Linked DNA regions of Zea mays: all the other regions are linked to region 3. The links are chromatin contacts, called in public Hi-C maps. All regions are on one chromosome and are shown on one strand. Each heading gives the region's core, a stretch centred on a gene start, on an enhancer-like site or on the middle of the called end of the contact. The rest is flanking DNA. Distances are from core to core; before and after follow the strand shown.

What was found. A called contact is a pair of places that touch in the nucleus more often than the background predicts.
Region 1: a contact with region 3 is called in a Hi-C map of endosperm, with 4 times the contacts expected there. The contact joins the enhancer-like site here to the promoter of LOC100276256 in region 3. A contact is called at or near these places in 2 of 25 Hi-C or Micro-C datasets (endosperm and leaf).
Region 2: a contact with region 3 is called in a Hi-C map of endosperm, with 4 times the contacts expected there. The contact joins the enhancer-like site here to the promoter of LOC100276256 in region 3. A contact is called at or near these places in 4 of 25 Hi-C or Micro-C datasets (ear, endosperm, leaf and 1 more).

What each region holds. Positions count from the first base shown.
Region 1 is chr4:149,367,882-149,372,767 of Zm-B73-REFERENCE-NAM-5.0, reverse strand. No RefSeq gene overlaps it. Among protein-coding and RNA genes, the nearest start is that of LOC103653812, 11 kb to the right of the region's middle. Within about 2 kb of position 2,432, at least 15 of the 20 cell types and tissues checked have an H3K27ac peak or open chromatin away from gene starts, as enhancers often do. A contact at or near this core is called in endosperm, where this site is marked.
Region 2 is chr4:149,184,627-149,189,141 of Zm-B73-REFERENCE-NAM-5.0, reverse strand. LOC100276301 reads right to left here. Exons shown (of 5, transcript NM_001374050.1): 2 at 3,832-3,976; 3 at 3,104-3,213; 4 at 2,549-2,978; 5 at 1,772-2,460. The coding sequence ends at 2,213. Among protein-coding and RNA genes, the nearest start is that of LOC100276301, 11 kb to the right of the region's middle. Within about 2 kb of position 2,076, at least 3 of the 20 cell types and tissues checked have an H3K27ac peak or open chromatin away from gene starts, as enhancers often do. A contact at or near this core is called in endosperm, where this site is marked.
Region 3 is chr4:149,286,178-149,290,970 of Zm-B73-REFERENCE-NAM-5.0, reverse strand. LOC100276256 reads left to right here and starts at 1,715. Exons shown (of 8, transcript NM_001150088.1): 1 at 1,715-2,431; 2 at 3,566-3,668; 3 at 4,674-4,742. The coding sequence starts at 2,127.

The DNA of each region.
Region 1 (4,886 bases), core at 1,183-3,682, 81 kb before region 3:
AGTTACATCTACGCAGGACAAGGTGCTGCACAAAATACACAGTTTTTCTACCCACCTCGGCAGCACTACTATCTCCCACCTGAGGTACATCAAAGTCGCAATATACCACCACCACTCGTATGCAACACACAACCGGTTCTGGATGTACGACCTCGGTCTGTCCGAACACCTCCCGAACCATCCGACATCTTTCGTCGAACTATCCGAATGTACGTCGAGCCTGACACACCGCTCCCAAACAGCACCCCACACGATCTGATAGTCCGGATATGCATACACAAACAGATTGATGCGCGTTAGGCACAATTTTCCTACTCACCTCAGTGACACTACACCCCACCTGCAACACACCATAGTCATAGTATGTCACCACCCGTACAAAATGACGAAGGTTTTCCGACCCCTAGGGAGCTAGAGAAATACATGACAATGGAAGGTGACCAGTCATGCATCAAGCACACACTTGGAGGGTCCCTAGGTGGAAGGTCGACATAACAATGCACGACCACCTGAATATTAGATCCGAACACTTGCCTTGGATTGACTTCAATATATAATTTCTCCAGCGAATAACTAAAAGAAACTTTATAGTCAATAAGTTTCTTATTAAAAATTATTTGGGGCCCTAAAAATTTGTTTTAGGTTCTTAGATTTAAATTTAAAATATTCAAATAACCTTCCATGCTAACACGATTTATTACAAAGTTACAGTTCTCAATACATTCTATAATTTTATAGTTCGCAAGTTTCTAACTTAAAGTTAGTTATTAGAGTCCATAGTCTTTAACTTAAGTTCTTGAATTTTAAAGTCTAAAAATTTTAAACGACATTAAATGTTCACTGGTTAATATCAAAAGTTGTAATGATCAATCGAATCCATAAGTTTATAGTCAGTAAGTTTTTTTTTTGTCTCAAGTTGCTTATAGTCTTAAATATTTATTCTAGTTTCTCATATTTTGAGATTAGTTGAAGTGCTTGATAAGATTCAAATCTTTGCAATTAATATCTCCTTCAATTGAGATCATTTACTGTGGTCAAAATATTCGATACAATATTACGAATTATTAACTAAAAACGATATTATATACATTTATTTATATATAGTCATAAATGAGTATATAGTGGTGTGGTGGTAAAGAGGTGTTGTATGTGATAAATGCCATGATTCAAATCAAAACGCGCGTGTGTGTGTATATATAAAGTCCCTTTATCATGAAACCCGTTAACAAAGAAAATCAGAAGTCCGCCGCCCACTTCATGGAAGAAAGTGGAAAGTCCGGCACGTGGTAAAATAAAGGAAGCGGTCATACCTAAAAAATATTCTGGCGTTTCAATTTATATTTCGTTTGACTTTTTTAAATTTAAGTTTAACCACATCTTATTTAAACTTTTTTACAATTATTATAAATTTTTACTGTGATATTGTTTACCATATAATATATTTTAATTTTGGCTTTGAATTTTCAGTATTTCACTAGAATTTTGAATAAGTCGAGCTAATTAAACTAGGTAAAAAAATCAAACGAATTATAAATTAGAATAGAGAGAGTACAAATAAAGTCATAAAAAATGTCGTCGTAACATAAGACAATTCCCTGGCACAAGTGTGCCGACCTTGGATATATGTAAACCAGCAAAAAGAGCTTTTAGTTGCCCAGTTTCGTTTCTCCCACCGTCCAAGTTGGCATGCATGTCGAAACGCAACGAAAACACGTCAGACCGACTCGGGAGCTCAACAAATAAAGCGCTTTTTTCCTCGCAAAAAAGAAAAAAAAAGCGCTTTAGTAGTTTCACCACCACGCAAGCGATGAATAATCGATCGAATTACATGCATGTGCAGTTCTGATGCATGCAAGGGTCGGAAAACGACCGCTGATTATTAAGTACCGGACCGCGGAGGAAGAGAGGCGCCACTACTGTTACGGACTCAACCATCAGAAAAGCAGTAGAGCTTGGCACTACGGTGCCCGTGTATCGCGTACGTACGTGCTTTCTTCGAGCGGCTAGTTTATTTCGTCGCACACGTTCTTCGATCGGGTTTTCAGCGACAGTACGTGTGTGCGGTACCGGTACGTACAGAAGATCAAGCACGCTGAGTCGCTGACGCACACGACCAGTCCGTTGTCGGCGGCCAAGAACCAACTACCATGGTCGTTCGCTTTCCACGCCACGGTACGATCATGGCGGCCGGGAGCGCATGCAGCAGGGCCACGTCACTCCTCGCTTGCATGTTGCATCTCGTCTGGACTCCGTCTCGCGCCGGAGCCTGCAGCTGGCCGTCTTGCCCTCGTCGTCGTCGTGCGGTGGTTGCTCGGCGCTCGCTGGACTGGTTGCTGTTGCTGGTGCTTTCCGCCTGGACCTTGCACTATCCCCATGTGGCGCGATGTGTCGCGCGGGCGGCACCTTGCCGCACTACCTTTTTCTCACAGGTACACCGGCCGGAGAAGCCAATCATAGGCACTGGCGTGTCAGCGACTAACGGATCCTCGCCTCGGCCACTACTGCCGACTGACGGCCGGGTGGGGCCGGCATCCAGGCACAGTAAGGCCTTGTTCGTTTGTGTCGGATTGGTGGGTCGGAACGATTCCGAGCCGGATTGCTTCTCTAATTTATATAAACTTTGATTAGCCGGAACGATTCCGGGTACAATCCGATGTAACCGAACAAGGCCTAATCTGGGTGATGAAGATAGAATGCTTACGAATCATCCGCCACTGTCCAATGGTTTTTGGTCCCCATGCGTCAGCAAGCGTCGGATGATCCGGTGAGTACTGCACATACAGCGGATCATCCAGTTTGTCAAAAAAAAAAGACCGACACCTAATGGTTAAGTTTTGATTTTTGATTATCCATATAACCATTTGAACTAATATTATAAGTATAGTTCAAAGGATGCAACGTGCATTTAGATGGAGAGAAAGAGGTGATCGGGAATATCAACATCTCAGACGAAGGCACACAAAGAAACAAAGACACACTACACGACGGTTCACTTACAGCGACCTACGGTTGGTTGCTAAAGCGGCTTTTAGCGACCTACGGTTGGTCGCTAAAAACCTTTAGCGACCCATAAGGATGGTCGCTGTAGGTGCCGTCGCTAAAGGCTTTAGCGACCGACATCTTTTTAGCGACCGACCGTCCGTTGCTAATATTGTATTTTTAGCGACCAACCGTGGGTTGCTGTAGTACAGATTTAGCAACCAACCGTAAGTCGTCATACTATATATTTAGCAACCAACAGAAAGTCGCCCTTGTTACAGTTGTTGTTAATAATAATATACATTTAATTAAGCACCACAAATCACAGATTTTTATACACAAATCATAAAGACATACACATTGTTGGGGACTTGTTCTCAAGTGCTAAGAGTTAAGAACAAGGCAACATAAAAAGTGTTAAGTGTTAAAATCCTTCGTCCTTCGAAGCATTATGTTCCTTCGGGAAATAATGAGTCTCGGACGAAGGTCATGAGAGACATACCTTCGTAAACATAACAAGTAATGACGAAGGACTCACATAAAGCATGAAATATGATATAAGCATCACCATAGAATCATTTCTATTTTATTAACATGGAAAAACAGAAATGATTCCAAATTACAAATGTACCTTCGGTCCTGAGAGAAGGTGAAAAGTACGAGCGTGATGCCAAAAGCAAATGCCAAGTCAGCGTGAACAGTACGGGAGTACTGTTCATCTATTTATAGACGCGGGACGCAGCCCACGTAAAATTACATCCATGTCCATTACATTTGTTAACGGCTTATGGAAATCTGTCGAGGCCCCCGAAGTCTTTTCATCTTTAAGTCGGTTCCCCCTTCTGCCATCGCGCCGAAGCTTCCCTGCGCACAGCTTCGGCTACACTCGACCTTCGTCTGGTTCAGGCTTCGTCCTGGCCGTGCTCCATATTCATAATTCTGGATCCGAAAATACCTGTTCACATAATCCACTCGGAAAACATTGTCAAATCATGTTTTTGAGGACCTTCGGAGGACGAAGGCCCCCAACAGTAGCCCCTCGCAATATTAATTTGTAAATAATAAATTCAGATTGCGATATGGACGAAGGCCTTGAGCCGAAGGTCCGAAAAAACACCTTCCCTTTGCTAGAATAGCAACATTCAATGACAAGTGGGGTCTTTCAACTTTCAACGCATCAAGCGTATAAATACGGCCATGCCGCAAACTTATTTCGCACGCTTTCTGGCCAACCACTCCTGCTCATTCATTTTTTAGCTCTTGTGCACTGTGATCTGCTAAGTTTTTAGCTTTGAAGCTTCGGCTTTTAAAAACAGTTTTTTAGCGCTTCCGAAGATGTCTGAAGCTGCTAAGAAGGCTGCTGCTGAGATGAAGCTGAGTCTTGATGAAGAGAAGAACCTAGGGTTTCTTATAGCGATGTCGAAGTCCAACACAGAAAAGATTACCAAGGAAATTCTGGAGGGGCTGTCTGAAGATACTGGTGACAGTGAAAGTTATGATGTGGACAGCGGTGGCGAAGACTCCGAAGATCGCCCCTGGCGACCAAGCCATTCAGTTTATGGTAAATCAACTATCAAAGAGAATCATCTTGTTAATATGAGAGGAAGGTATTTCCGGGATCTGTCCATTGCGAGGGCGGACGAAGGGGAAAAACTTGTCCACACCCTGAAGAAAATGAAGTTGTGGTGTACCGAAGCTTTTTGAAAGCTGGACTGCGATTCCCCTTGAGCAGCTTCGTCGTGGAGGTGTTGAAAATCTTCGAAGTCTATCTTCATCAACTTACTCCCGAGGCAATTATAAGGCTAAATATCTTCGTGTGGGCCGCGAGGAGCCAAGGTCTGAAGCCTGACGCAAGAAGCTTCTGTAATGTTCATGAATTATTATATGAAACAAAGCCTTGGGGCAAA
Region 2 (4,515 bases), core at 827-3,326, 100 kb after region 3:
AAATTTCAGATTCCGCCTATTCACCCCCCCCCTAGGCAACTTTCACCTGTCATTGGGGAGGGCATGAATAAATCCATGTTTGCTTATGTCCAAACTCATACCATCATTATATAATTTTTATCCTCCTTTTCTAAGTTGAAATACTAATGACGCACACAAGCCTCAAGAGGTACATTAGTGTGTGCAAGCATCAAGGGTTTGAGACATATATTCCTCACTTTTAGTCACTAGGCAAAACCTAGAGGAAACGCTAATACAGTGGTTTAACTAATCTAAGCACTTCATAAAAGCACTTATGCTAATCACCGAGTTATATTTAAGTACTTGTGTGTCTAGAGCTATAGGAATAGAGTATTAACTCTCTAGCAACGTTTCTTAACTTCCACACACCTAAAATGACCGGTTGAGAACTTGAGATAATATAGCGTTGTAGGTCCAAACTAGCCATTGAAAGCAATACAAAATTTCTACATACTTACTAGACACTTCGATGCAGTCACTGGATATGTTGATGTCTGTCGACGTCAACTAGCTATTGGAATTAGTCGTTGTCGACTGTTTGAGTAAGGGCATATGGTACTTTGACCGATACTACACTGTACAAGTCCGATGCATTGTAGTTCTTCTTGGGTTGGTGTGCAACCTCTCTGGGTATCCTATTCGGTAGGGTATCCACCCGTATATCGTACATGCCTAGTGTCTTATGAATATCTCAAACATATAGATCTAGTGCAATCTATCTCTGTAGCTCTTTCTGAATATCTCAAACACGTAGATCCAGTGTCTTATATATATCATACTGAGTACCATATCCAGTGCCCCACGTGCATACATGTGTGTCGAGTGCAATCTATCTCTGTAGCTCTTTCTTTGCTGCAGTGTAATTCATATCTAGTGTTTTGTTCGGTGTGTCACTAAACATATTGTTGCTGAATAGCTTGTTTTTCTTTGTTGCTTCGTACATGCTCCTTCCATCTTGTGACTTAGACTATCGCATGACATTTATAGGTTTTTCATGAATCTTCTTAGGTCTTGCTTGAAGTGTTGATCTTCTTGATCCTCAATTTGCCTTCGTCCAATTTCACGTTACCTCCTTTAAACTATATAAAACACTAGCAAATATTGTCCGTTCAATAAAATTCAATTGTCAAATAAGTATTGGTTTATTTTTCGTATATTGTAGTCTTTACTGGATGCAAACAATTATAATTTAAAATGGATGGAGTACTCCCTAAATCCATACTGTTATACAAATGCACATAGATTGGTCATGAAAATTTCTGCTGAATATCCAGATATGGTAAACCTAGAATTAATGATGTGCACCAAGAGCCACATAATGCATATGCATGTTTTATAGCGCTCTAGGGCAAGTTGGGCTCGACTGAGTGACACGTTAAGGCATTTACAACCCACATAGATGTCTTGTATCTTAAGAAGTATCAAGGCTAAGTGCAAAAAATATAACAAGTGAAGAAACGTCTTTAGTACGGTTCTTTAAGTCTAGATCCGGTTCTACATATATAACCTATATAAATGAGTTGTATCTCGAAGGATTCTAAGACTTAAATATATTGAGTTATATGCTAAGGTGTACCTATTGTTTGAAAAACCACAATATAGTACCTAGATTGTACATGCCTTTAAGGCAAAGTGGAAAATGTATTCTTTTACTTTCTAGTTTTGGAGAAAGTGGAGAAGCCGTTTCTATTTGCGCTGCATTAGTTTGCGAGCAAATAGAAAGGTGCGGTAAAAAACAAAGAACACATCAAGCAACGCCAAATGAAAAGTACGGTTTCAACATCATAAGGAAACTGTGTACGAAATGCTGTAAGGTGGTAATGTAACAAACAACAAAGAAAAGACCGAAGGTCAAGACAAACGCAAAAAATTCTACATGTCGCTGTTCTCTGAACAAGCAATGATCTTATGTTATATCCTGCACCACCATCTTGTCTGAACGTCATATAGCTTTTTGTCTCGCAGGAAGAAGACTTCGCGCTCTATATGACAACAAAAAATCATCCACTCAAGGATGTACACCATGTCCCATTTCTTGTTTTTGCGTGCTATGCTTCCGAGGATCATATCACTCACTATTTCCAATTTACAACAGTGCTAAATTTGTGGCTCCACCAGTTGAACACATGACGATATAAGTCTAAAGATAAACTAGTTCCACACACATCAACAGTACAAGTCATAAGAACCATCAACTTGCCTCCACTTGTTGCTTGTCTGTCTTTCCTTCCTCGGGTAGCTCCTGCAATGTCGTCAGGTTACTCAATTCAGTCTCTTGTACTGAACTGGAAGTAGATAATCCATCAGCCAGAACAACAGGGGTCGACCGGCCTGAGTTGGAGCCTGAGTATTGCCCCATGGACTGTTTTGATGTGTTTAATGCATGACAATGCGGGCAGTAGTAAGTAACATGTGGGTAATCTTCCTTTCGGGCCAAGCCTGCAAAAATTGGTATATTAGGTAATGCATCCGATATTTAGGTATGGTATGTGAAAAATATCAAAAGAGCTTGATCTATAATACACACCGTTATGCATATGGCAGCTGCCACATATCAAAGCATACGACTGTGATGGGTCCTCCCCCACAAGTAAGGCAGCAATCTTTGCAATCCATCCACCACCATCACTAGCCCCTGAACCTTGATGATGCTCTACCACCACTGGAGCTGGTGCAGTTTCCAGGCCAGCACTAGCAGGAGCAGGAGGTAGATTAGTTTCAGTTCCCTGTGCTGGGGTATGAGAAGTGGGGCTCCCAGTCCTGCTTCCTCTTGCACTGGGTTGCTTCCTGTTTCTCAAACCATCTGAAGGTACTATCTCAACATCATTGCTTCTGGCCACTGCAGCATCCAGCTTTGGTTCTTCTCCAACATGAACTTTTAAGCCAGTCTCCTCCCCAAGCTTAGATGCCAAAACAGAAGCTGCTGCAGCCTTTGCGGCTGGATCAAGATCATATTTCTGCACATGCATGATTAATAGTACATACCACAGTTCAGAATTAGTGTGGCAAGAGACATGGTAAAATTTGATACTAGCAACTAGTGAATTTATGTTGATTGAGTAATGGCAATTTGTCCACTTACCTGAATAAGCTGCTGTGTTAGATAATAATTTGTTCTCTCTTTAAGCTCATCAATCTTGGCTTTCCTCTCAGCCCTCAATTTTTCAAGGGTCTTCTGGTCTTTCTGCTCAACTGGAAACAGACATGGATAGGAGCAAACAAACAAACAGCATTTCAAGATCGTTTTGCGGACACATACAGAAGTTGCCACAAGTATACAGTGCAGATAGCCATGCAATACACCCAGGGGAACGAGGGGTATGACCAAGACCAAGTATTTTAACCAAGTAGGTATTATAGCACAAGAACAGTTCTTCTTAAGCTTGTTTTCAGATTTCTCATTAAGCTAGTTTTAAGTCAGGTTTTAAGGTTGTTTTGGGAGGAAAAAATGTGAATCGTCAGCATAACTGGGACATCAATCTACTTTCTCATGATCTGTACTGACGAAATTCCCAGTTTGACAACAGATAAGTTTCAAAATGTTGACAAGGAGAAATTGAGCAACATTCAAAACAAAATACAAGCTTTGTGTTATAAACAACAGATTCGTGAGCCACATAATGCTAACTCTGAATAAAATACCCATCATAATTTCTACTACAGATCATGCAGATTTTATAGGTGAGAAAACAAAAGGAAAATATAGAATCTCTTATAAAACTGCAAAAATAAATGAAAATTCAAAACCTGGTATATTCTACAAGTTATATTAGAAACAGTGTTTCCTAACAGGGCTTTCTGAGTACTTACACATCCTTGTGAAGTTAACAACTGTTGAATATATGACAGAGGATACAGCAGGAAGAATGAACATAGGTAGCACTCGTATTGCCCTCATTTGCCAAGTTAGATCCTCATTTCTTGTCGTCATGATGGCATAAACAACAGCTAACACCTGAGAACAGGACTGAACAATCAAACCAGTAGAAACTACAAGCTAGGGATATGCAGTGAAGATAAGTCACTACAAGAGTACAGGTTCAATATGAAAAGTAAGCTGCATCATATACAATGAATCAACAACCAAAAAGGAGGAGAATATCGTAAGAGCAGAAAAGATAAGTATCATGTGGAGGAGCATCTATTTTAGTATTTCAACGGCAGCGAAGTTTTAAAACTCTATGAAATCCTAAAATCATGGTAACATGCATTCATAATGCAAACACCATAACTTTATTATCCCCCCCCCAGAAAAAAAAAAGAACAATGATTCACATAACTGAAGGAGCATAGTGAAAAATAAAACAGATCCCATGATGAACTCAAAGGGGACTTAAGTTTGACAGAAAAGCAGCGGCGTTCATTTTCCGTTTACACACTATTGGTCCAGTCAAATAGCTGACGTCCCAATGTTCATCTAATAAAATTGAGGCACTGGCACAATATTCTAAACACAAACACTGTCTATTGCAACCTTGAGATGCCTGCTTCCCA
Region 3 (4,793 bases), core at 466-2,965:
GTGACCAGGAAAGCAATTCGAGGGAGGGGGAGAGGAGGAAGATTTTTAAAAGAAGGAGACGCCAGAAAGGAGACGACGAGTGCTCGATTCTTTTCCTCGCTAGAAAAAGTGGAAGCGAAACAAAGAAAAGCTGTGTGAGAGAAAGAGAGAGAGAGAGAGTAGACTAGCAGTACTAGTTAGTTTATGGTGGCAATAATTGTTTGGCAGGCATTGGGAATCCCGGCGCCAGTGTTTCCATCCCGCAGCGCTGAATTCCAAGAGATCTCGTCTGCCCCTCGTCCTCCTCTCTTCGGGCCATCACGGCGGCGGCAGCGGCGGCTCGGCTCGTTTGCGGTGTGCCGCAAGTTGTGCAACTGAACTGCGCTTTGCCCGCCCCCGGCCCTTCCTTTTTGGGCGCATATAAACGAGCAACGTCTCGCCTTTGGGGTCGGCGGGGCCGCCGCTTTTTAGTTGCGCTCTCCCCTCCTCTCCCCCGCACCCTGCCTGCCTTTTCCATTGGAGCGCACAAAGCCGGACGGCACCACCATTTAAAGAAGGCCAACCAAGCACACGGCACGGCGAAGAAGAGACCACCACCTCACACTCCATTCACGGCAGGATCGATCGCTATAGCTGCTGCGCCCCCCTGCACCCTTGCGTCTTCTGCCGCTGCTGCGCTGCGGCTCCGGCACAGGTGCGTTTCTTGATTTACTGGGCTCATGGAGTTCGGTAGCGTGATCCGGAAAACACCCCGATTTGGTGCCGGCCGGCGGCCGGGCCGCTGCGCTCGTGCGTTAGTGCTTTTTTTTTCCGTTCGTTTGCGTGACCTAGTGGAACGAAGGGAGCTTGGCGGTCGCTCGGGCTGCCGTGGAATTCGATGTGGAAAGCGAGCTCCTCACGGATAGCGCCTGGGGGCCACCGTCTTTCGTGTAATCATCGTTGCTTGATTTGGTTTCTTCCTTTTCGTTCGAGTCTTCCCGTGCTGCTTCTCTAGTGTACGACCAGTTCGATCTATTGTCTGCAGCGGTCTCCATCTTGAGGTGTCTGTGTCCAGTGTCCACCGAAGGTGCTGGAGGGTTTGGACTCTCTGCCTTCTTGTTAGCTTCTGTTGGTATTGTACAGTCCCTAGAGAAGGCTAGTTTTCAAAAGGTTATTTTGCTAATCTCCTCTTCGATTTGTCAAGACTGAAGGCATGATTAAAACCTTGTGTCGTCAACTTTGGATAGTTCGTTTCAGTTTTGGTGCTTTGTTGCGGTGAAAAATCTCATGTTCAATTCCCCTGAGAAGTCCCACAACTCGCTCCTACGTCCTACCATGATGTTAGTACTATCTTTACAAACAGAAACATGCACTCGTGTTTGTAAATTCATCTATGTCTCTATGATGTGCTTTTGATATAATTAACTTGTACTGAATGTAAGACTCTTGCTCTGTGTACTATAGTGTTCTGCTGCTGACATGGTTGAATTATTTTTTCGTATATGTAAGTGCTAATGATAGTCCATCTAGTTGTGCCAGCTTTGGTTAGCCACTTCTTGTAAGACCCATGTGAGTACCTAGTTATTGAGGACATTTGACTGCAATAAAAAACAAACTGACTGTGCATTGGATGGTATTCTTCTTCTTGTGAAGTGATTACTGGTTCTTCTCTTTGAAAAGTTGGTTCTCGCTCACCAGCTGGAAGTTTATTTTGAATTGGATTGCATTGTGATTATTTTACTACTTTGTGAGCTGTCGAATCTGTAGTTCTTAATATAATGATATTTAGCTCTTCTACGTGTTTGATAAAAAATTCTCTAGCTCTTTTTTATTGTTCCCGAGGACCAGATTCACCAATGTTTCTTGTTTCATGTCTAATGTGGAAGTCTCTCAGAACTGAGTACTTTTGTTTGAAGAAAGATTTGTTCAGTCAAGCTTTGCAAATTACCATCATAGTTTGGATGACATCCATGGTTACTTTGATGAGTTTATGGAGCCCTGGTTGCCGAGCTTATCTGGGTTCTCTGACAATGGAACTGTAATATTTGCAACAAAACTTTCCTCATCTTGGAAGAAAGTTTCAAGAGGGCTTGACAACTTATAAGTGTCCTGTGAAGCCTGATGACGTGTTCGTGAGGGCGAAGTGGGAGAGCAAAATTACTTCTGGCATGCAGATGTCAACAGATCCTAATCACTACGGGGTATTTCCACATTCATTCTGCAACCAACATGTGGTTTCATTTCAGACGAGTTCAGTTACTAGTGTATCAGGAGCCATACCAGTTTGTCTAGACACTTCCAGTGGAATGAATGGCAATATGGCGATGTTGAACACTACAACTTCAACGATTGTATCCACTGGTTCACCAAACATGAGTGCTGAGTTTTCTTGCCAGAACCTCAAGTATACTGCACCGTTGGCTGTGGAGTGGTCCTATCCGGAGCTGCAATTGTTGAATGATGGCCTCAACAAGTAAGATATACTGCCATTTATTCTGAATTAACTTTCTTCCAAGATGAGGAAAGTTTTGTTGCAAATATTACGTAAGATATATGGAACTGTAAGATATACTGCCATATAAATGTTGAAAAAAAAACTGAATTAAGTAGCTATTTTCATCTCACCTTAATAATGTGACTTTTTATCCTATATTTACTATTCAGTTCCTTAACAATTTGATCATGACCATGCATTGAAGTTGAGGTCAAACTGCCAAGATTTTGTGCTGCCTAAATAACCACTCCCTCGGTCCTGGAATATAATGGATATTCAGTTGTCTTAAGTCAAACAATCCTAAGTTTGACCAAGTTTGTAGAGCTGAGCAATAATATCTAGAGACTACGACACCAATGATTTTTTTTTAAAAAAAATCGACCGGGGAGGGAATGACCTTCCTCCTGGTATTATATTAAGAAGAGACCGAAACAATGGTCGTGGCCGAGAAAAAATCCCTGAACCCTGGCCCCCATCACTAACGGGTCGACGTTAACTGTCCACTCTGCAACGGCCTAACCAGAGGGTGGCGCACAGGACATCGTAACCCGAGAGCGGATAGAACACAGCGAGGAGATTTTTTAAACCAAACTAGAAAATTTGCCCCCAAGGGGAAACGAACCCAAGACTTGAAGGTTCTACTCGGAAACCCTTAACCACTAGGCTAGAGACCCTTTCGCACACCATAATATATATAATAAAGTTCATTTGATCTTGTAAATATTATTGTTCTTTTCTACAAATTTGGTCAAAATTAGGATGGTTTGTCTTAAGCCAACTGAAAATCCATTATATTCAGGATGGAGGTAGTTTATGGTTTCATAATGCTGAGTGTTGTGATGTTTGTAATTGATTTTAGTCAGAATACACCTGTTCTATGATGAAAGGATCACTTTTTATTTCTATAAGTAATTGTTATATGCACAATTTGTTGGAAATACTGGATCCCTGTTCTCTTGCTATAGGTGTTTTTTCACATTCATGCCTTTTACTTATACTTGGTCCAATAAAAAGAACTATGATATTTTTGTCCATCTTATATTTGAAGCTTTTACCCATTAGTTCGTTCCTAATAGTTTATCACTTTGGTGCTCTGGCTAATGAAATTTTCAGGTATGCAAATGAACCAGGAATCATGAAGTACATAAAGATAGCAGCCACGTTACCAGACAAGACAGTAAGAGATGTTGCCATGAGATGCCAATGGATGGCAGCGGTTAGTCTCTGATTTCTTTGATTTATTACAGTGTCAGAATGCCATTCCCTCATCTGTTATATTCAATTCACATTTCAACCAAAAACTTCACAGGTAGCTAAAATTACATAAACCTGAACTCCGATAGATACTAAAGCCATGCAATGTGTTTATCAGCTCTAGATTCTTCATTTGAAAGGAAGATGTGGTCCCACATCAGCTTATGGATGGAGACTAACAGTAGTTTATTATTGTGTGACTTGTCAAGATGATGTCACCATAATTCCACTAAACCAGTGCAGCGTATGTGAAAGTAGATCATGCTCAAGATACACTTATTTGTCCACAACTATAAAAATACTATAATGGTCTATTATGAACGTTAAAGTTAGTGTGATCTGAGCTAGTCCTAACTCCTAAGTATCCCTTTGATCTGTTGCCCCATAGAATTGCCTTTGTATTTGTCTAGTGTGTAGTAGAACAACATAAGACTGAGAAGTTTCTGCTTTTCTCCTGTATGTTCGAGAACAAAGTCTCTGTTTTGACATTACTAACAATAAGTTTTACAGCCTAAAGTTGGTCTGCTCTTGTTACATGTTGTGAGTTCAGAGTCTGTATACCGCTTGGAAAGCTTGTGATTATTTTATTTACGTTTTTCAGTTAGTACTAAGATGGCAAATTTGATTTGATCGATCAGTGAACACCATTCAATTCAACTATAGAAAACTGACACTGTCAATGCAACAAATAATAATAATAATAATTCCATGTCTCTTTTTGTAGTGTCAAGAAAGTAGAAAATATTTTTAGTTTGTTGTAGATGGCAAGCAAAACATCGGCCTGTTGATCCATCTTTTTGCCTTGAGTAATAGTTAGTTGTATGTATCATACTTGATGCTTTCCAATGGAATGCAATAACCAAATAGTGTTTGTTTTTCATTCTTGTTGTTAATAACGATTAGATAGTGATTTTCTGAGGTAGTTTGTTCATCATGTCTCTCTCGTTTTCAATGTCATTGCCTGTAGAGAAAAGAAGCTACAAGACGACGGAAACCTGAAGAACATTATCTTGGAAAAAAGATAAAAGATAGAAAGGTACTCATCATTTAGTTTTAACATTGTTACCTCTTGTTAGCACCAGTATAC